Linked DNA regions of Mus musculus: regions 1, 2 and 3 are each linked to region 4. A link is a contact called in public HiChIP or PLAC-seq and promoter capture Hi-C data. All regions are on one chromosome and are shown on one strand. Each heading gives the region's core, a stretch centred on a gene start, on an enhancer-like site or on the middle of the called end of the contact. The rest is flanking DNA. Distances are from core to core; before and after follow the strand shown.

Region 1 (5,198 bases), core at 1,451-3,950, 820 kb before region 4:
CAGAGGCAGGCTGATTTCTGAGTTTGAGGCCAGCCTGGTCTACAAAGTGAGTTCCAGGACAGCCAGGGCTATACAGAGAAACCCTGTCTCGAAAAACAAAAAAACAAAACAAAACAAAACAAAAAATCCTTGCTCTCTAATCTCCTCCTTCTACGTTACGTGCTGTCCCTCCCACATTCTTTATTCCCTATTCAGCTTGTACAACTAATTAGATTTAACTATTCTTGATTATAGCCACACAGAAATATATATATATATATATATATATATATATATCTTGTTTGATGGGTGCTATGATACAAACTCCTGTCTTCAAAATTTTGAAGCATCCTGAGCCATCTCTCCAGTCCTTTGTTTGTTTGTTTGTTTGTTTGTTTGAAGCTAACCTCAAATATTAAAGCACTTCAAGTATCAGATTTCAATAAAATGTTCACATTTTGTGTGTTTACTTGAATACCATGGCAACATGGAACATGGAGGTCATAGAACATAGGTGCTGGTTCCTTCCTTCCACCCTGTGGGGTCTGAGGATTGAACTCACGTCAGCAGACTGCAAGCATCTTTACTCACTGAGCCATTTAGCCAGACTGTGTTGGATTTTTTCTTTTTTTCCTTCCTTCCTCCCTCCCTCCCTCCCTCCCTCCCTCCCTCCCTCCCTCCCTCCCTCCCTCCCTCCTTCCCTCCCTTCCTTCCTTTCCTCTTCCCTCCCTCTTTCTCTCTCTTTTTTCTATTTTCTTTTTTTTTCTTTTGCCCAGGATGGCCTGGACCATGCTCTGTAAGTGGGGATGAGTTTGAACGTGAGATCCTCGTCTCCCCATCTCTGCTGGGATTACAGGTGTGTACCGCACCCAGCTTCAGTTCAAAATTTTAGAGACATTTTGTTGCTAGTCTGTAGCTAGAAACATTTTGTTGCTATTCTGTAGCTCTATGGCTGGTTGACTCTTATTTCCAAAAATCTGAGCGGGGCAGTGGTGGTGCACGCCTTTAATCCCAGCACTTGGGAGGCAGAGGCAGGCAGATTTTTGAGTTCAAGGCCAGACTGGTCTACAGAGTAAGTTCCAGGACAGCAAGGGCTACACAGAGAAACCCTGTCTCGAAACACCCCCCCACCCAAAAAAAAGTCTGGAAAATATGTCATTTGTCACTGCAGTCTATTACTTATTACATTGGCTTTCCTATTAAATAAGTACCTATATTTAAAAAAATAATTAAAACATGAGTATTTTGTCTGAATTATCTGTGTATCATAAGTGGGCCTGGTGTCTGCAGAGGCCAGCAGAGGGTGTTAGATCCCCTGAAACTGGAGTAACAGACAATTGTGAGTTGCCATTTGTGCTGGGAATTGAACCCCAGTCCTCTAGAACAGTCAGGCTCTTGATTGCTATGCCATCTGTCTAGCCTCAAATATCTAGCTTTGTTTTGTTGTTGTTGTTGTTTTTTTTTTTGAGACAGGGTTTCTCTGTGTAGCCTTGGCTGTCCTGGAACTCACTCTGTAGACCAGGCTGGCCTCGAACTCAGAAATTTGCCTGCCTCTGCCTCCCAAGTGCTGGGAATAAAGGCGTCCGCCACCACGCCCGGCGTTGTTGTTGTTTTAAGGTGGAATGGAACAAGAACTCCCTTTATAGCTGGCAGTGACTGTGTTTTCCTGATAAGGCTGGTGAAACTTCATACTTTTAGCTTTTTCTTCTTTAACAAGGGAAGTCTGGAGTATCTCAGGATGGCTTTGAACTCTAAATGCAACTGAGGATATAACACTGAACTTCAATATGTGCCACCATAACCGTGTGTGTGTGTGTGTGTGTGTGTGTGTGTGTGTGTGTGTGTGTGTGTATGATGCTGGGGATCTGACTTACCAACTTAAGTATGACTATAGCCCTATTTTCAGTCTCTTTTCTCTGGGCTAAACATATCTCATGCTTTCTGGGTTATCCTTTGTGGGGAGGCATGGAAGAGGATCTGGCACCAACGACCCCCAAAATCAATGGTCTCAAATTGGCCATGGCTCCTGAAATGGTCCAATTGTCTCTATAAGATGAACACTTATTTTCGGGCTGCTAAATTGGCTCAGTGGGTAAAGTACTCGCTGTCAGCCCTGACAATTCCAGTTCTGTAGACTCTCCTTAGACCTCCATGCACCCACCAGATCCCGTACATACATCAATTAATAAAAATAATCTTTATTTTAAAAGTTATCTATTACATTCCAGACATTATGACTATATAGATCTGCTCTAAAAGAGCTACATATATTTATTAAAGATTCACTGTTCACGGCAAATTAAGTAGCACTATTAATAAATACCTGACAGCAAAAGCACTTTTTAAAAAATAGCGGCTGGATAGTGGTGACACACACCTTTAATCCAGCACTCGGGAGGCACAGGCTGGCTGATCTGAGTTTGAAGCCAGACTGGGCTACATAAGCGAGTTCCAGGGCAGAGAAACTCTGTCTCGAAAAAAAGGGCAATCAATGTTTATCCCAGGCCACGGGGCTGATCTGAACTCTGTCACTCAGTACTCCGAACCCCCGAACCTCCACGCCCTGGCCGGGGAGCCTCCACGCTCCGGGTCTACAAGGAGTCCGATTGCCATTGGCTGCGGCAGGAAGAGATGCTCCAATCCCCGTCCAGTAGCACGCCTCCGCCTGGGATCACTTCCGTCGCGGGGATCAATTTCCGCCCAGCGTGCCGTAGACTCTCGCGCGGGTTGGAGCCAAGATGGAGGAATACGCGAGAGAGCCGTGGTGAGTTGCCGCCGCCGCCCTTGTCCCTTAATTACCTCCTCCATCCGCCGTGGTCGGAGTCTGAGGTGCAAGCGGAGCTCCGCGCGGCTCGGCGCCGAGATCTGGGCAGCTGTGGGTAGTGTGGATGAGCGTGACAAAGGTGGCTTTTTAGCGCAGTGTGCCAGGACCCCAGCACCCCTGTGACCTTGTGGTGCATTGGGAGGAGGTCCGGTGCTGGGCTTGGTGGAGCTTTGGAACCTCCTCCCTATGGCAGGTGCTGTCGACTTTGTGCGGGGACAATAATGATCCCTTCTGCCTGCTGAGGCGACCTTGAACACGTCCCTAAGCCTCGCTCTGCTCAGTTTCTGCCTCGACGAAGGGAATGTAGATCTCCGAGTGCCATACCCGAGGCCTTATGCCTATGAGGACTAAGTGTCCCCACGATGAAGCATTTCAAATGAGTAGACCACAAATTTCACCCAACATCCAAGGGGGCTGGATGAGCTCCTTGTAGGCTGAAGCGGCCTTTCCTATGTGGAATTCCCGAAGAAAAAAGATATATCAGTATGTGGAAAATAGGAAGAGATGAGCTGCGTGTGTTCTCTGAAAAGCCATGAATAGACATAAATTCATTAAGTGTTTATTAAGTAAGGGCTGTATGCTTGGCTCAAGGTGTAAACAAGAGTAAATCAGGCATAGCTGTTTGCAGTAAATTAATGTAATAGCTGTCGAGTCTCAACAGTTGTTTGAATAAAGCCTCAGGTGTCACAAGCTAATAGATCTTGGTATTCTGGGTTTTTGTTTGTAATGAGCGTCAGGGTATTATCCTCAAATAGTGTGTCTGCCCAGGATTTTAAATTATTATTTGGTGGCACTCCCAAAAGTATGCTTCAGCCTTCTGTCCTCAGAGGAGGTTATCTCCATGTGTTGGGGTTGGATATGCAGGGTTTAGCTGGACTGTATAAATTGGTACTAGATGCCGTATAATGACACAGATTAGCAGGAGGGGTAATTTTGATACATTTGAGTTTTCCCCAGGTCAGGTGGCACAGGCCTCATGAGGTAGAAGCAGGAGAGCCAGCAAGTTTAAGGACAGCCTGGGCTCCATAGCAAGTTCTAGGGCAGCTGGGGTTAGACCTTGTGTCAGACATATTTTCATCAGAGTGCACTGTGCATGCTGGTAATCTCAGCACTTAGGTTCTAGGCTAGCCCAGGATACATAGCAAGGCCATGTCTTGATGTTTGATAAGTTACTGGACATTCCTTTTTTTTCTTGGTGTGTTCTGAGGCCAGCGCTGTCTGAAACAGTAGATGGTTTAATCATTGTCATAATACTTCTTTGTTGCTTTCTCGGAGTGCTTTAGGATCTATAAATAGAGTGGACAGAGTTTGCGGGGGGTTGGAGTACCAACTTTTGTGCTTAAGTTGGCTGTTCTAGTTATTTATTCCATCTGGGGCAGGCTACTTAACTTCTGTGTGAGCCTTCGTTCATTTGTAAAATACAGAGGAGATAGTCCCAGTCTTTTTATCAAGTTAGAAGATTATGAATTCTAAAGGGAAATTAGTCATTATTTAGATTCTAGTGAGCAATAATGGCAAGTTTAAAAGCATACTGTTGCCGGGCGGTGGTGGCGCACGCCTTTAATCCCAGCACTTGGGAGGCAGAGGCAGGCGGATTTCTGAGTTCAAGGCCAGCCTGGTCTACAGAGTGAGTTCCAGGACAACAGGACTACACAGAGAAACCCTGTCTCAAAAAAAAAAAAAAAAAAAAAACCCAAAATAAATAAATAAATAAAATATACTACTGTTATAGTGATGGACCAGGTGCTGGCTTACTATAGCGCTTGTCTTTTATAGGGAGGGACCATAGTTTGGGGGTTAAGATAGAGTTTTACCATGTAGCCTAGGCTGGTCTCTGTCTCTTTCTCCCAAGTACATATCTCTTGAGACTGTGTGACACACTGAGAAATTTCTTCTACTTCTAATGGACATACTACTTACAAACGACTTCTTGTTGTTGTTGCTAACTTTAGACTTCGTTGTAAAATTGTTTATAAGCCCAAGTAAACCTCTCTGTGCTTGCCCAGGCAGCATGTGTGTGGGAACCAGGATCAAGGAGTGGGTGAGGAGGCGGAGTCACTAACCTGGCCAAACAGATTCCAAAGGCCAGCATTGAGGTGCAGAGCTACTGTATTGCACAGCAGCCAGGGTTTTTATACAGCCTTTGGACTGATGGAGAGTTGACAGGAGCTCTGGAGTAGCCAACCATTCCATTGTCACTGGGGCGGTGCCAGGCTGACAGAGCCTGGGGGGACGTCTGTGAAGACAGGAAGCAGCCAGTGCCCTGTTTCGGGCCCATTCCCACTCATTTGCTAGGGTCTTCTGTTTTGTGTCACATGCTGTGCCAGTGGACGCTTGTACTCCAGAGCGGTGAAGCCTCCCTCACTTCCTCCACCCCATTGATAGACGACAGCAT
Region 2 (5,420 bases), core at 223-2,722, 830 kb after region 4:
GCTCTTCATAACTTCCTGACACCCCCAACTTGGCGATTGAACTTACAATTTTATTTTCATTTTTTAAAAGTGATTGTTGTCGCCGGGCAGTGATGGCACACGCCTTTAATCCCAGCATTCAGGAGGCAGAGGCAGGCAGATTTCTGAATTCAAGGCCAACCTGGTCTACAAAGTGACTTCCAGGACAGCCAGGGCCACACAGAGAAACCCTGTCTTGAAGAAAACAAAAACAAAAACAAAACAAAAAAAAGATTGTTGTCTGATGGGTGTTCCTGTCACAGTATACTTTTAAATGTCAGAGGACAACTTTATGGGTTTTGGGGATGGAATTGAGGCATACATGGAAAGTGCTTTACATACTGCACGATCTTGTAACTTTCTTATCAAACATGGATTATTTTTCTAACACACGTTGTTTTAAGAAAACAAACAAATGGGCTGGAGAGAAGGCTCAGTGGTTAAGAGCACTGACTGCTCTTCCAGAGGTCCTGAGTTCAATTCCCAGCAACCACATGGTGGCTCACAACCATCTGTAATAGGATCTGATGCCCTCTTCTGGTGTGTCTGAAGACAGCTTCAGTGTACTCATATAAAATAAATAAACCTTAAAAAAGAAAGAAAGAAAAAAAGAAAGAAAGAAGGAAGGAGAGAAAGAAAGAAGGAAGGAAGGAGAGAAAGAAAGAAAGAAAGAAAGAAAGAAAGAAAGAAAGAAAGGAAGAAAGAAAGAAAGAAAGAAAGACAGACAAAACTAGCCAGGCATGGTAGCAGATGCCTGTGGCACTAGCACTCAAGGAGAGGAAGAATTGCTAAAGATTGGAGGCTAGCCTGGTCTACAGAGCAAGTTCCAGGTTAGGAGTTCATAGTATATCTGTCTCAAAAGCCAAAACAAACAAACAGATAAATGTGATTAAGTAAAGGAAAGCATCCAGAGCAGAACTTCTGCTATGGAAGTCCTTCAACTTTGCAAGAGAAAAGTAGTTTTTGTTTTTGTTTTTGTTTTTGTTTTTGTTTTGTTTTGTGATACAGGACTCTCTAAATAGTCCTGGCTGTTTTGGAACTCACTATATAGATCTGGGTGTTCTCAAACTCACAGAGACTTGCTTGCCTCTGCTTCTTAAGTGCTGCCACAACAGGTCAGTTAGTTCGGAGCTAATTTTTAATTAAATGTCTATCAGGTTTGGAAGGCTCATTATACACACTCTGGTTAACATAAATTGAATGTTTGGTATCTGGTAGACAGGTTTCTTGCTTCTCTCCTTGATTTTACAACAAAACAAAACTTTCGTGAAGAATAATTTTCTGATAGGCATCCGGGTCCACAGAAAGAAATTCCGGTCCCCGTGCCTCCGTGACACGTGACCCTATGACCCAAGAAGCCATTTTAAGGCTGGCCTCATAGAGGAAACTACAACTCCCAGAATGCCTGCGCTTTGCGTCGTGCTGGCACTTTCACTGGCCCAGCCTTAAAGGCGAGCCTGTAGCCGGGCGCCATCTTTGACGCTGGCAGTCCTGGGTTTCTGCTTGTTCGGCTGCTGTGAGGACGGCGGGCGACCGCAGCTAAGAAAAGAGAAAGACGTGGCAGCACGCGGGAGTCGGAGACATTGTCATCGGTTCGGTAAAGTTTCTGTTCTCTGGTAACTAGACCCATTTTTTGATTCCCGGGTGACTTGGGGCCTGGGAGGGAGAAGAGGGCGAGGGGAGTGGCAGCGGCCTCCCCTCGCCCGACTTTCGGCCTAGCCCGGGAAGTCTGAACCGGGCCCATCAGCACGGCAGCTACCCGGACTCCCGCCGGCGGCCCCGGCCTGCTGGGCTCCTAGGCAGACTTCAGCTCACTTTCCCACCCTCCCTGCCCCCACCCGCTCCGCCCCACCCCCACGGCGCCTGCTCCCTTACTTACCAACCTCTTCCCCCTCCCCCCACATCCGGTGTTCCCGAACCGGGATTCCCGGGTAGCCCCGGAAAAGCGACTGTTTCGGACCCCCGGAGGGGGAACTGACACTAGGTTGCTCTCTTCCGGGAATCAGTTTCTTTAGTTAGCTGGCCCTCCCTCCCGAGATCAGATCAAGTGCCTGGACCCGACTTTACCTCCTCGCCTTCCTCTCTAGGGTCCCACTACTTTGGAGGTTTTCTAATATTCCACATACAGAGTCGAATTCTGGTATCCTATTCCCATTCCCTACCCTGATTACTCTCCCGCCCAAGCCTTCATCCTCGAAGTCAAGAGCTACAGGGACTCTTCGTTCTTGTAGGATTGGTGAGATCGTACGAAGAACACCCCTTAGACGCCCATAATCGGTGCGGATCCCCATGGGGAAGGCTCGTTTTGTTGACATCTACCAGGCTTTGGTTCTGAACCCAGAGAAGGCGGCTGTGCAGCTAGTGGTAGCCATGCTTTCGTAGGGTAAACGTGTTGGTATTGAGGGGAGGGGAGGGGGCCCACGGAAAAGGAATGGAAGTGGTTTAAAGCTTATTTTAGTTTGGCTGCTCATAGAATGTCAATTTATGAGTTATTTACAGGTTGTATGTAATGTTGCTTCAGTCTAAAAATATGAACTCTTGATAGAAACCGTAAATGAAGAATATAGCTTGTTACCTTGTTTTGAAATTTTATTTCCAGTTAATTTTTCTTCAGCCACCTATAGTTTTCAAAATATCAGAACAGAAAGGGCACAGCTAGCGCTTACTGCTAATGCCTAGTATGTGGAATCTGATTTAGCTGGCCGGAATTGACTTTTTAGGTTGTATTGGCAAGTCAGTCTTAAATGATGACTGTTGAGTGGTGCACTAAGCTTAAGTGAAATTTCCTGAAAATATTCCCGAAGTTAAGGGAAAGCCAGTGTTGTTGTCGTGTGGATTCACTAAAAGTACATATTTTAAGAACTGAAGGCATTTCCAGCAGATGAAGTTCTTGATTCGGCAGCAAGAACGTGAACCTGCAATTTGGAAGACTTAACCTTTAGCTGCTCCAGATCCCATGACGGTGGGAAAATGGGCCTCGGTTCTCTTTTCTATAACATAAGGACACTGGACGATTTGAATTTGAAAGTTACAAGAACTCCTAAAGCCCTGCAAGACAGAGTTTGGGAATGTTCTCCATTGCTGTCATTTTTCCTCCAAAAATAACCTGGCTTGGAAATCATCAGTTGAAAGGGAATTTGACTCCCCATAGAAACTGGAGGAAAGGTAATACAAGTGGAGAGGGTCAGCTGTATTTCTGCCAGAGTAATAAACCCACTGAGAGGTTCTGGTCCGCATTGTGGAGACATAAAGAGAATGAGTGTATGTACTCTAAGTGTACCAGTTTCCTCAATCTCTCCTGGCAGAAGATGCAGTACTTTTGGTGATGCTGGGATTCTGGGGTGCGTTTCCATTAATTCAAACACAGACGAAGACGATGTGGTAGAGGGAAAGATGGTGGCAGAAGGAGCGAATAAAGAGACAAAATTGCCTGCTAAAAAGAAAAGAAAGAAGGGTTTGCGAATTAAGGGGAAAAGACGCCGAAAAAAATTGATTCTTGCCAAAAAGTTTAGTAAGGATTTGGGGTCTGGGAGACCTGTTGCTGATGCCCCTGCTTCGTTAGCTTCCGGTGCCCCTGAGCAAGATGAAGAAAGTCTTTTTGAGGGCAACATAGAAAAGCAAATCTATCTGCCTAGTACCAGAGCCAAAACCTCCATTGTGTGGCACTTCTTTCATGTTGACCCCCAATATACCTGGAGAGCAATTTGTAACCTGTGTGAAAAAAGTGTCAGCAGGGGTAAGCCAGGCAGCCATCTTGGTACATCTACTCTTCAAAGACATCTTCAGGCAAGGCATTCTCCTCACTGGACCAGGGCCAACAAGTTTGGAGTCACTAATGGGGAGGAGGACTTTACCTTGGATTTATCGTTGTCTCCTCCTTCTCCTGGAAGCAATGGAAGCTTTGAGTATATTCCTACTGATTCTGTAGATGAAAACAGAATGGGTAAGAAGCGCGATAAGTCAGCATCTGATGCCCTGAGGGCAAAAAGAGGGCGCTTTCTCATCAAAAGCAACATTGTCAAGCATGCCTTAATTCCAGGAACGAGAGCCAAGACATCTGCAGTTTGGAATTTTTTTTATACTGACCCTCAGCACATCTCAAGAGCTGTGTGTAACATATGTAAAAGAAGTGTGAGCCGGGGTAGGCCAGGTTCCCACTTAGGAACTTCAACACTTCAACGACATCTTCAGGCCACGCATCCCATCCATTGGGCTGTTGCCAACAAAGACAGTGGTGCTATTGGAAACGGATTAGATGAGACTGAAACAGAGAGCAGTGATCTCCTGAATGATACGATGCCTGGAGAGAAGTCATCAGGCAGCCAAGATTTAACAGCTGAGGACCTCAGTGACTCTGATACAGATGAACCCCCTTGTTTAGAGGTTGAAAATAGATCTGAGAGTCCTATTCCTGTTGCAGACCAAGATAATCCGGTGCACGCACAAGAGAGAGAAACGACGACACATTGTGAAAATGCAGCCGCAAATCAAATAAGTCAGGCAGTTATTCAGATGATTGTGGAGGATCTGCATCCGTACAACTATTTCTCAACCCCAGCCTTTCAAAGGTTTCTACAGATTGTCGCTCCTGACTATAGATTGCCATCAGAGACTTACTTTTTCACCAAAGCTGTACCTCAGTTATATGATTCTGTTAGAGAAAAAATTTTCTTAACTTTAGAGAATGTTCAAAGCCAAAAGATCCACCTGACTGCTGACATATGGACTCATGACCCTTCCACTGACTATTTCATTGTGACTGTACACTGGGTCTCTTTGGAAACTGCATCTTCTCCCAGTAATGGTGGGACTCCCAATTTTAGAAAGTGGGCAGTACTTTGTGTTACAGGTTTAGCCAAAGACTGTTTGATAACTAACATTTTACAAGAATTAAATGACCAGATTGGTCTGTGGCTTTCTCCTAATTTCCTTACCCCTAGCTTCATTGTTTCTGACAATTCTTCTAATGTGGTACATGCAATCAAAGGTGGTGGCTTTACCCATGTGCCATGCTTCCTGCATTGTCTAAATATAGTGATTCAGGACTTTTTCTGTGAGCACAAAAGTATTGAGAATATGTTAGTGGCTGCTAGGAAAACCTGCCATCATTTTAGCCATTCTGTCAAAGCCCGCCAGATACTACAAGAATTCCAAAATGATCACCAGCTTCCATGGAAGAATCTGAAGCAGGATGAAACTGGCCACTGGATTTCTACCTTTTACATGTTAAAATGGCTTTTAGAACATTGCTACTCTGTTCACCATAGTCTGGGCAGAGCCAGTGGAGTTGTACTTACCTCCCTTCAGTGGACTCTAATGACATACGTTTGTGATATTCTTAAGCCATTTGAGGAGGCCACCCAGAGAGTGAGTGTGAAGACAACAGGATTGAATCAGGTGCT
Region 3 (5,309 bases), core at 24-2,523, 880 kb before region 4:
TAGGAGCCAAGGCAGTAATGGGCAGGGGAATCACATCTTGCCTGGACCACTTAGTCAAATATCTTACTCTCTATTTAAGCTTTGCCCTTACTTGAGATGGACTAGGATCTTTGTGCCGAGACCCCTCTTGGGGTTAGAAGCACCCTTTCACACAAGGGTTGCCCAAGACCATCAGAAAACAGATATTTACATTACATTCATAACAGTAGCAAAATTACAATTATGAAGTAGCAATGAAAATAATATTATGGTTGGGAGTCACCACAGTTTGAGGAACTGTGTCAAAGGGTTGCCACAGTAGGAAGGCTGAGACCCACAGGACTAGGGCATGGAAAGGAATCACTAGATCTCCATGACCCTCTTTCCAGTGTGGCCATATTGAATACATTTCACTATTAATTTGGTTATTTTAATTGTCTATTGAGGGTAATTGTCTAAACCTGGCTCGTTGGAGCCCCAGGCTCTGACGCTGAGTCCTGCATCAACTCCACACGAGTTGGTAAAGGTACATTGACTTTCTTCTTTGAGACTTTCCACCTGTAACTAACTGTTGACCCTGATAGCTTATGTAGTATTTTTTGCAGGCTTGCTCCATGAAGAAAAAGAGTTTCCACTGTAAAGTGTTTAACTGGCTGTGTCTCAAGTGGCGGCGGCCACCCCTACCGGTGAGGAGTGAGGCTATAGTTGGAGCTGTCCATTCAGAGGGAGAAGGGGCCATCTCAGGAGCCAGTGCAGCTGCCAGGGCCCAGGCCCTGTGGGCACCGATGGGGACAAAGCTTCTCTGAACTTCCTCTCAATGGATGCCTGTTTCTAGGAATGGGGGCAGGGTGACGCTGCCCCATCCTCCCCCTGCAGGACGTCCAAGACTGGACACCAGAGCAGAGGAGGTCCCACACAAGGGAAGGTGCGGCCCTGCCCCTCCAGAGTTGGCCCATGAGCTGTTCATTAGGAGGTGGCACCAGGATCAGTGTTTCTGGGGTCTGGGATAATGATTGGTCTCAGGAGAGAGGCGGGCACAGGGTACTGCCAGGCCTCCCTGACCGCAGTGACCAGCTGTTGGCTGTGCCCTTAAGGGCTCAGACTAAAGGAGTCACCACACTGTTGTGGACAGAGAGAGCAGGGCTGTGTCTTGGGGTGAGGGGTACCAGGCCGGTGCTGAGGCTGGGTGGGCGTCGCTGGTGGGCAGACCCCTGGGCGGGGCCCTGGCAGGGTTACTGCAGGCGGGGCGTTAGTCCCGCCCCAAGAAGGCGGGAGAGGAGCCAGAGCCTGGCCGCGGGCTGGGCGGTGCTGCAGCTCCCGCCGGCCGGCTTCGTCCAGCTTTGTCCTGCGGCCCCTTTTCCAGGCCGTCCTGGCCGCGCCCAGCCCCCTCTCGCCATGCCGCCCGCGGGGCCCCGCGGGACCGCGCCGCTCGCAGCCGTCGTCCTGCTGGTGCTTGGGGCTCCTCTGGGTAAGGGATGGAGAGCGACACGAGATGGGTGGGGTGGGGCGAGATCAGGGAGAGGTGAAAGGGACCAGCCATGTCCTCAGAGGCTATCTTCCGGGTGTCCATGCCCCCCAGATGCTTGCGGTTGTTCCCGGAGCAGGAAAGAAAGGGCGCTGAGAGGTCAGGCAGCGGGAACCTGACCCCCAGGCGCGGGGTTCAGCTTCAGGGAGAAAGGGGCTTCTAGGACTTCTAGCTTAGGGTAGAAACAAAAGTGAGCTTTCAGCTTGTCAAGGCAGTGAGATTGAGGGTGGCTAGAACTGAATTGGACTGGTGTCCACTGGGCACCTCCACCCCTGCCCGCAGCGCTGGCGAGTGAGGACTGCTTGTGGTATCTGGACCGGAATGGCTCCTGGCATCCGGGATTTGACTGCGAGTTCTTCACCTTCTGCTGCGGGACCTGCTACCAGCGGTACTGCTGCAGGGACCTGACCTTACTCATCACCGAGAGACAGCAGAAACACTGCCTGGCCTTCAGGTGGGCTGCGGACTCCCACTCCACCCCCTCTCCGGAGGCCTCCTGCTGGCTCCAGTGCCCACCTCCACATTCTTAACTGCAGGAGTCACCAGGACTCCAAATGGTGACAGAGCTGGGTGGTTGGTGTTAGTTACCATGGGCTTGCCTGGGCTGTTTCCAGGGGCTTTCTGGATCCTGACAGGTCCTGGGAGGGAGTGTGCTGAGTTAACACTAACATTCAAACAGCAGAGTGCCTTGGTAGACGCTCTGGTGAGAGGGCAGGAAGACTTGGGTTTTGTTTCCAGGCTGGTGCACTGTGATCCAGCTAAGGCGCTTGCCCTCTATAGAGTACCGCTACCTTTTAAAATAATATGGAAGTTGCTAGCCCGGCCTGGTGGCTCGCACCTGTAATCCCAGCACTCAGAAGGCTGAGGCGGGAAGATCATCACTAAAGAGTTCCAGACCAGCCTGGGCTACAAAGTGAGACTATCTCAAAAACGATAACACCACCAAATAAATAAATAAATAAATAAATAAACAAACAAATAAGAAAAGAAAAGAAAAGAAAAGAAAAGAAAAGAAAAGAAAAGAAAAGAAAAGAAAAGAAACAGTTGCCAAAATTAAAAGTTTTGCTAATCCTTCCCCCATCCAGCCCAGGGCTAAGGGTAGGCCCTCAAACAGGCCAACATGCTACTTTAAGCTACACTCCCAGCCCCCAAATTAGTGGTTTCAAACTTTTTAAAGGGAGCTGCAAACACATAAAACTGATATAAGGGGATTGCAAGCTCTTGTAAGATTTGATGATAATGGCCCTTCATTATTTCAAAGGCTCCATTGAGGCCAACATACTTTAAACCTAACCAATATAAAAGCAGTGGTAGGTGGGCACACTACAAATCCCAGCATGCCTCATGCCAGCTACCCAGACAGCATGGCCTCCTGGGAAGTAGAGGTCTCTTAGAGCTACTTAACAAGGTGGGCAGAATTAATCCCACAGGGAACCCCAAGACATAGCATGCTGTGGCTCCCTGCTGGCCAAGAGTTGGAGTCAGCTCCGTGAGGAGTTCCTCTTATGAATGTTGGAAGGTGAGAGGACCTGTTTTTTGTCTAAAGTCCCAAGACCATAGCAGGCATCGCCTCTGCTGTAATCCTCTTTGTTGCTGTGGTTGCCACCACCATCTGCTGCTTCCTCTGTTCCTGTTGTTACCTATACCGAAGGCGCCAGCAGCTCCAGAGCACGTTTGAAGGTACGCACAGAGTCAGGCAAGATGAGTCTGAAACGGGCTGGATTGACTGCTGTGATGGGCACCAAAGGGACGAAGGACTGGTGAATTCTGTAGTAGTGAGGGTTTCTGTGTGCCTGAGCATCGCCAGTGGGAAATGTGTGCAAGTGAACCCTTGAGCGTTAGACTGCATCCAGGAATGTATGGGAGCGAGTCAGTGTGCCCTTGTATGTGCATGCACATGAACTTTCAGTCGTGCGCAGGAATGCATCCGTCGGTGGTAAGTGTGCAGTAGGTATAAGCACGTCTGGGGCTGAAGTGGGGTCTGTAGTAGTGAACACTAACTGGGCCGTGTTCAAGTACTTCGGATGTATGTTTGAGTGTTGCATGTAACTGCCCAGGCCTGATAAACATGGGGATGATGACACCATACAGGAGATCAGCATGAGGGGAGGACCACCTTAGAGGCAGCTATGTTGGATTACAAGATACCAGCATCTGGAGCTGCCCATCTTCTACCCAAGTGGGACTCTCCCAGGCTAGCCTGCCTCCTGAAGGCTCTCTAACCTGCTTGCAGGGGTGGGGTAGGAGTGGGGGAGAAACAAACTTGCTCAACACAGACTGACCTGCTTAGCTTCATACATAGCTCCCTGCTCAACTCTGGGCAAGCAGACTTTGGGAGGCAAAGGCTACAAGTGGCCACCCAGCAGCCTGCCAGGCAGTTGCCAGAGTGCTTACCTTGGTCTCCTGGATGGGAGGAGGTTTCTATGGGAGCTGGGTATTTAAATGCGGATCCTTGTCCCTCTTCTAGGCCAGGAGATTCCTATGACAGGCATCCCAATGCAGCCAGTATACCAGTACCCCCCGGATCCCAAAGCTGGCCCTGCACCTCCACAGCCTGGTTTCATGTACCCACCTAGCGGCCCTGCTCCTCAGTATCCCCTCTACCCAGCTGGGCCCCCAATCTACAACCCTGCAGGTAAATGCACGACCTGGAATCCTTGTCCCTTCTTGTCCCCACTCCTTTCGCTGGTGGATTACCTTTCCCAGGGTCCCTCCATGTCTCCTTGGAAACTTCTAGGCATTTCTTCCCATGGAACCTGCGCATCATGAAGGGGGGAGAGTACTTCCTGTCTTCCTGTGTCCCACTGACCCTTATCCTGTCTCCTTGGTTTTCAGCTCCTCCGCCTTATATGCCACCACAGCCCTCTTATCCAGGAGCCTGAAGAGACAGCTGTGGCTCTGCTGTCCCTTCCGTGATGTCGTTTTTTGGGTTTTTTTTTTTTTTGGGAGAGTCCCCGTCCTGTACCTGCATCTAGCCCTGAGGGTGGGCAAGGGTCTCCTAGTCATCAGGCCAGCCCCCAGTCAAACCAAGCCTTGGGCCCTGCTGAGGACAGAGCCCCAGAGAAGTGGAACGTGAGCTGAGCTGGAACCAGGCCGTGGATGAGGGGTGGGTAGGGAGGACTTGGGATTCATGAGCTATTTTTACTGGGAGACTGGGAGTAAGATGAGAGCCTAGGCCACAGTCTCTGTTTTCAAGTCGTCCCTCTGTGCCCAGGACCCCAATCAGAAAGGTGGGACCCCTCCTATATGCCCAGTTTGGGCTGAGGTGGAGACAAGTGAGGGGGCTCTATCAACAGCTGGCCACAGCCCTTCCCTCTGGCTGCCCAATTGGCTGGAGCTCAGGCCTCCTGGATTAAAGCTGTAATGCTGTAACTCATCAGTGGAATCACTGGCCCCTTCTCTTAACCCTGCCTCCTGTTGAACCCGGACTGCTGCCTGCTCCACATTCCACAGCAGGGGAGGGCAGCACCGGTGGGAGGAGAGTGCCACCATCAGCCCCATCCTGGGCAGAACCCCTGAGCATCTCTGGACTGTTTTCCAACGCTGTTGAGCAGATTTGTGGCAGCTAGAGAGAGGGTGCTCACGTGCTTTTCAGGACCAGGCCTCTGAGACGTCCAAGGCATTACCAGCTATATAAAGACACCTCTCCATCCAAGAACACTTACCTTCCAATCTGGGTCTCTTCACTGTCTGACCTTGAGCTTGCCTCTGAGTGTCTTCATGTATAGAATGGGGATAATAGCTGTCAAGAGGATGATATATAATGGAATCGAAACTATGAGTCCGTCCTTCCTTCCTGATCAGA
Region 4 (5,379 bases), core at 2,311-4,810:
GCATAAAGTCTATCATAAGTGCAATACCCAGGAGAACATACTGGGGCAGTGGTCCATGCCTGTAAGCCAGAAGGATTGTTAAGTTCAAGACCGTCCTTGGTCGCACAGAGAACTCAAGGCTGGCGTGGCTTTATAAGACTCTGACTTTAGAAAGGGGGGAGGGGAGGGTAAAACCACAAAATTCTGATCCAGTATATCAATAATAATCCGTTATTCACCCCAGACTAATAGCTTTTATGAAGACCAAATTATTTCCTAAGTTCTCACTATGCACACAGCCTGGGTATAGAAGATACACACGTGGATAGGACACAGGCCCTCAGAGTCTAGTGGTGTAAGTAGCAAAAGGTACCAAGAGGTCAACTGAGGTAGCAGAGGTGCCAGATATTTGCAATGTAGGGTCTAGGGTTTCTGGAACTTTGACTTTCTGAAAAATTGGGCCAAAGAATTCTTAGCTCTGAGGGGTAGCCTCACATGACACAAGACAGCAGCCTACTGAAGTCAGTAATACCCCTTCCCAATTCTTACCATGGAAAATATCTGTGTTTGTCTCTAGACTTTTCCCTTTGGGGAAAAACTTACTCCCAGGTGGAAAACATACTGCCTTAGACTATGAAATGCACGGCAGAGTTATCACCAGGTCCTGCATCATGTCGATGCTGGGATGGTTTTCAGAGCTTTGCCATGCAGACTACACTAGACTACCTTACAGGTGAAAATGCTATGGGCCACCTCTAAGGAGACCTCTTCATGCCCTGTCTCTCTCCAGGTTCTCTTAAATGGTGAAAGGACTGCTTTTTTTTTTTTTTTTTTTAAAGTTTGGTTTTTTTTGAGACAGGGTTTCTCTGTGTAGCCCTGGCTGTCCTGGAACTCACTCTGTAGACCAGGCCGGCCTCAAACTCAGAAATCCGCCTGCCTCTGCCTCCCAACTGCTGGGATCAAAGGCGTGCACCTCCACCGCCTGGCAAGAACTGCTTTTATAATCTTAAAGATTTATTTATTTTTACTTTATGAGCGCTTTGCCTGCATGTGTGTATCATACCCATGTCTGGTGCCTGCAGAGGGTGGAAAAAGATGCTGGATCCCCTAGATCCAACTAACTGGAGCAACAAAGAACTGTGAGACACCTGACATGTGCTTCAAGAACTCTTAACCAGTGAGCCAACTCTCTAGGCCTGGAAGGGCATCTTCGCATCTTCTCTTTGTTTTTAATTTTTTCCTATATTGAGGTCAGCCTACAGAGAGAACCAGACTGCTCAGACACTTTCCTCCTGCCTCCTGGAAGGTCATCCCTAAGAGGGCGGAGTGTCAGCTTGCCTAGACTGGCCTCACAGTAATTTCTCAACAGTCCAGGGAACGACTAAAGAGCCATGTTGACACTTCATAGGGATTCAGTTTTAAAAATGTGTGTTCCAAATGGTTTGTTCTCTGTAAAGGTACTCTGTTGAGAAACAAAATATGATTTGTAATATACAGTTTAATTTGCTTACAGGTTCCCTCCTATGAAACATCTATTTAAAACACATGACACAAAAACTGTAACTATAAACTATCTTTTTTTTTCTTTCTTTCTTCTTTTTGGTCTTTTGAGATAAGTTTGTCTCTGTGTAATAGTCTTGGCTGACCTGGAACTTACTATGTCGACCAGGATGGCCTCTAACTCACTGAGCTCGCCTACCCCACAGAGTGCTGGGATTAAAGGTGTGCACCATCACACCTGACTACTACAAAATTTCTTTTAAGAAATGTCTTGACTTTTTAAAAAAGAGTTACTCAGTTCACAGACAGGGTCTCATTATGTACCCCTTTTAGCTTTGATCTCACTGGGTAGCCAGCCCTAAGTGCTAAGATAGGCGCAGGCCACCACATGCCATTCGGGAACATTTAAGTTTCTGTCAATTTACACAAGCAGGCAAGCTGCCATTCGAGAACAAGAACTGTCCCATATAGGAGGCACTGTGCTCACAGTGCCAAATCTCCCTATTCATCAACTTGGTCAGAAGGAGCAAGCGCAAGGTCATGGAGGTTCAACAGCTCTTCCGGTGTTAATAAGTGCGCAGGTCAGGATCCAGTTCCCTGGCTCAGCTCCATCCCTCCGCAAGGCCACTAACTTTACAAAATAAGTGGAGAACTCTACTACCTGTCCGAGTAGTTCTTATTAAAACGGACTTCCACCCACTCCACAGACAAGGCCATCAGAACACGCTCTTGCAGCAGACACTGCTGTATGTGACTCTCCACCACTTGAAAGAACAGTGGCTTCTTACAAACCATTTATAATGAGGGTCTGAAAGCAATTTAGTTTGTACTATCCAATAGGATCGCATGTTACACTTAAAAAAAAGGGCTCAGAAACTTTTTTTTTCTTTCAGTTTTCTCATTGGGGTGATGGTGGTTTAAGACACTTATTTTAAAACCCTACCATACGCGGCTCATACCTTTAATCCCTAGCAGTGGGGAGTCCAGGTGGACCTCTTAAGTTAGAGGCCAGCTGGGTCTACAGAGCAAGTTCCAAGCCAGCCAAGGCTACATAGGGAGACCCTGTCAAACAAACAAACAACTTAAACACACATACACACACACACACACACACACACACACACACACACACACACACACACACGGGGGTGGGGGACCCTTAGGATTCAGATTCCAGATTACCTCTTATCATCAGGAGTGTGCTTTCTCTTTCACTTTAATTAAAATTTAACTTTATAAACCTTTCACACACACACACACACACACACACACACAAAATCCTACATGAAAAAGTCCTAACTGCAAGAAAAGAATGGTTAACCTTCGAAATCTATTCGAAATGCCTCGTCCTGGGAATTGTATCTCGGGGGACTTAGAAAAGTTGGGTACTAGCAGTCACTCGGTGTGAATTCTCTCCACCAAACTTGATCCTGGAGCTCCTCTGGGGAGAAGCAAATGAGACAAGTAGGGACTGAAAGATGGATAAAAGCTATGGTGGGAAGGAAATCCAGTGATTCTTAGGTGCCCTGGGGCGACACCGAGTGGTGGCTGGAGATACACCTGCGGGGTACAGCAGGTTAGCCAGAGCTCCAGGAAACAGGGGGCTAGGGTTCGTCCCTTAGCTCGCGCAGGATACCCAAAGCCTGGGGGCGGGTGGGCCGCCTAGGACAGGCACACCCTCTGAGGGAGTACTCTGCGAGAGAGAACAGTTTAGGGGACCAGGCAACTGTGCCTCGACACGAGGGTCCCAGTCCCCAACCAAGCCAGTGGGCGGGGCCTCACGACGCGGGGAGGGGCAAAGACGCGCAAGGAAGGGCGCGGTCTCCGGAAACCTGGGAACCAGGAGCAACCCGGAGCCGCTGGGTCGCTCAGGACAGCGCGACTCTAAGCAGCATCAAGCACTTTCCTACCTGCCGGCGAGAGAAAAGAGCAGTCCCTGGCTGCAGCACCCGAGAGCCACAACGCTGGCACAGCACCGCCTTCCGGTTCCGGCCCTCGGCTGACACGAGCTCGTTCTGCAGCTCGCAGGGTTCCATCGCCGTGCCGCCACACCATCAGCCACAACGGCGCACGCGCGATCTGAGCTGGCTCACCCGGAACTACGCTGGCGCAGGTCCCTGGGGGCGCCCCGCCCGTGCCTCTCGCTGTACCTCTGCGCAGGCGTCTGAACTCTATTGCGCAGGCGCCTTTCTCTATTGCCGGACGGAAGTGTCAGGAGTTACTTGTGACAATCCTTTTTCACTATACCTGGTCTCCCAGGCGCCCTTAATATTGGCCTAAGCAAATCACTATGGCTAGCCTTACCACTAACTCTTGGGATATTTCCCTTGCCTCATGAGTAGATGGCGATAATTCGGGTCAGGTCACACCTCAGCAAGATTTAGATACAAAACAATTGCTTTCTATGTAAGAAGTATGTATAATGCTTAGTACATTTAGTGTTGCGAAAAGTGTGATAATATTAAGCCTAGACTAATAGTGGCCATTTATTAGGTAGCAAAGCGTTGCTTATAGTAATTTTGAAAACGTCATTTCCTTAGAGGGTATGCCCTCGGGCATAATACAGGAAGAAGGCTAAGGTTTGCAATGTGTATAGGACATCAGAACGAGGGAATTAAGCCACCTTACTGTTCTAGAATGCAGTCTTGCTCCCCTGTTAGTCCCACATTACATGATGATGGACATTGTGTATGTGAGAATAGTAACCTGAGAAGGTCATAGACTCAAATATAATAGAACAATTTCAGAAATGGATTAGGAAACAGCTGTCTAGGATGTTGGGTCTTTTATCTCTGTATTTGTTTTTCAAGGCAGGGTTGCTCTGTGTAGCCCTGGTTGTTCTCAGACAGATCTGGCCACCTTAGCTGGGATTAAAGGCATGCACAACCACTGCACACCCACTTATTTATTTAAAGATATTTTTTATAAGTGTTTGGCTTACATGTAAGTGCATTGTGTTTGCGCCTGTGGAGACCAGAAGAGGGCACAAGATGTCTGGAACTGGAGTTACTGACTGTTGTAACCTTCCACATGGGTGCCAGGAACCCAGCCCAGATCCTCTGAAAGAACAGTCATCAGCTGGCACTCAACCATGACTCATCTCTCCAGGCCCCGTAGGTATCATTTTAATTAACCATTTGGTTGTCAGGAATGAAAGATTTTAGACACAGGGTACACTAGAAAAGGATCAAATTTAAAGCTGGGCAATGGTGGCACAGCCTTTAATCCCAGCACTTGGGAGGCAGAGGCAGGCAAATTTCTGAGTTCGAGGCCAGCCTGGTCTACAGAGTTAGTTCCAGGACAGCCAGGGCTACACAGAGAAACCCTGTCTTGAAAAAAACAAAAACAAAAACCAAACAAACAAAAAAAGGGATCAAACTTAAGAATGGTTTGTAAACCAGCGACTAAAGCATATTTCTGCGTAGAGAGAGACTGTACTAATGAGATCGGAATGGTAGAATATGCCCCCTCAACACCACGGATCTGATGCATGTTAAGGAAACTGAACTTTACAGTACAAGATATGGAAATCTATGGAGCTTGGGGACAGAAACACATCAATATTTGCCAATAATTGGCTCTATATTAAGCACTGTGGTAACCACATCTGAATTTCAGAAAGAGCTGCTGATAAAGTAGACAGTGGTGGAAAAGTGTAAAGGTTAGGACATCAGTTACTTTACGTCATAAGGGAATGGATTTAACTATGACAGAACTGTGTAGAACTCAGATGATGATCATACAAATAAAGTTTCCCAGGGCTAGGAAACTGATTGATCTTGAGTTCTGTGAACAGCTTGCTTTACAAGCATGAGAACAATTCAGTCATGGTGGCACTAGCGTGTAATCCTAGTGATGGGCAGAGACAAAATTTAGAAATTTTGGGGACTCAATGGCATA

What was found. Promoter capture Hi-C pulls out the DNA fragments that hold promoters and counts their contacts. HiChIP or PLAC-seq counts read pairs in DNA pulled down with a chosen protein or histone mark.
Region 1: an H3K4me3 HiChIP or PLAC-seq map of bone marrow-derived macrophages shows a contact between it and region 4, with 4 times the contacts expected there. The contact joins the promoter of Timm17a here to the promoter of Rabif in region 4. A contact is called at or near these places in 1 of 39 promoter capture datasets (liver) and 3 of 115 datasets of contacts at active chromatin or transcription factors (bone marrow-derived macrophages, large pre-B cells and memory CD8 T cells).
Region 2: a contact with region 4 is called in a promoter capture Hi-C map of pre-B cells, with 2.8 times the contacts expected there. The contact joins the promoter of Zc3h11a here to the promoter of Rabif in region 4. A contact is called at or near these places in 3 of 39 promoter capture datasets (the C10 cell line, hippocampal neurons and pre-B cells) and 2 of 115 datasets of contacts at active chromatin or transcription factors (embryonic stem cells and memory CD8 T cells).
Region 3: an HNF4G HiChIP or PLAC-seq map of pancreatic cancer cells shows a contact between it and region 4. The contact joins the promoter of Shisa4 here to the promoter of Rabif in region 4. A contact is called at or near these places in 1 of 39 promoter capture datasets (pre-B cells) and 2 of 115 datasets of contacts at active chromatin or transcription factors (embryonic forebrain and pancreatic cancer cells).

The regions. Positions count from the first base shown.
Region 1 is chr1:135,311,239-135,316,436 of GRCm38.p6, reverse strand. Timm17a (translocase of inner mitochondrial membrane 17a) reads left to right here and starts at 2,700. Exons shown (of 6, transcript NM_011590.2): 1 at 2,700-2,743. The coding sequence starts at 2,718.
Region 2 is chr1:133,657,451-133,662,870 of GRCm38.p6, reverse strand. Zc3h11a (zinc finger CCCH type containing 11A) reads left to right here and starts at 1,472. Exons shown (of 18, transcript NM_001276767.1): 1 at 1,472-1,634. It overlaps Zbed6 (zinc finger, BED type containing 6), which reads left to right and starts at 1,986. Exons shown (of 1, transcript NM_001166552.1): 1 at 1,986-5,420. The coding sequence starts at 3,274.
Region 3 is chr1:135,371,027-135,376,335 of GRCm38.p6, reverse strand. It overlaps Shisa4 (shisa family member 4), which reads left to right and starts at 1,273. Exons shown (of 5, transcript NM_175259.4): 1 at 1,273-1,447; 2 at 1,787-1,958; 3 at 3,051-3,184; 4 at 3,972-4,139; 5 at 4,340-4,880. The coding sequence starts at 1,375. The coding sequence ends at 4,386.
Region 4 is chr1:134,492,820-134,498,198 of GRCm38.p6, reverse strand. It overlaps Rabif (RAB interacting factor), which reads right to left and starts at 3,560. Exons shown (of 2, transcript NM_145510.2): 1 at 3,390-3,560. The coding sequence starts at 3,515.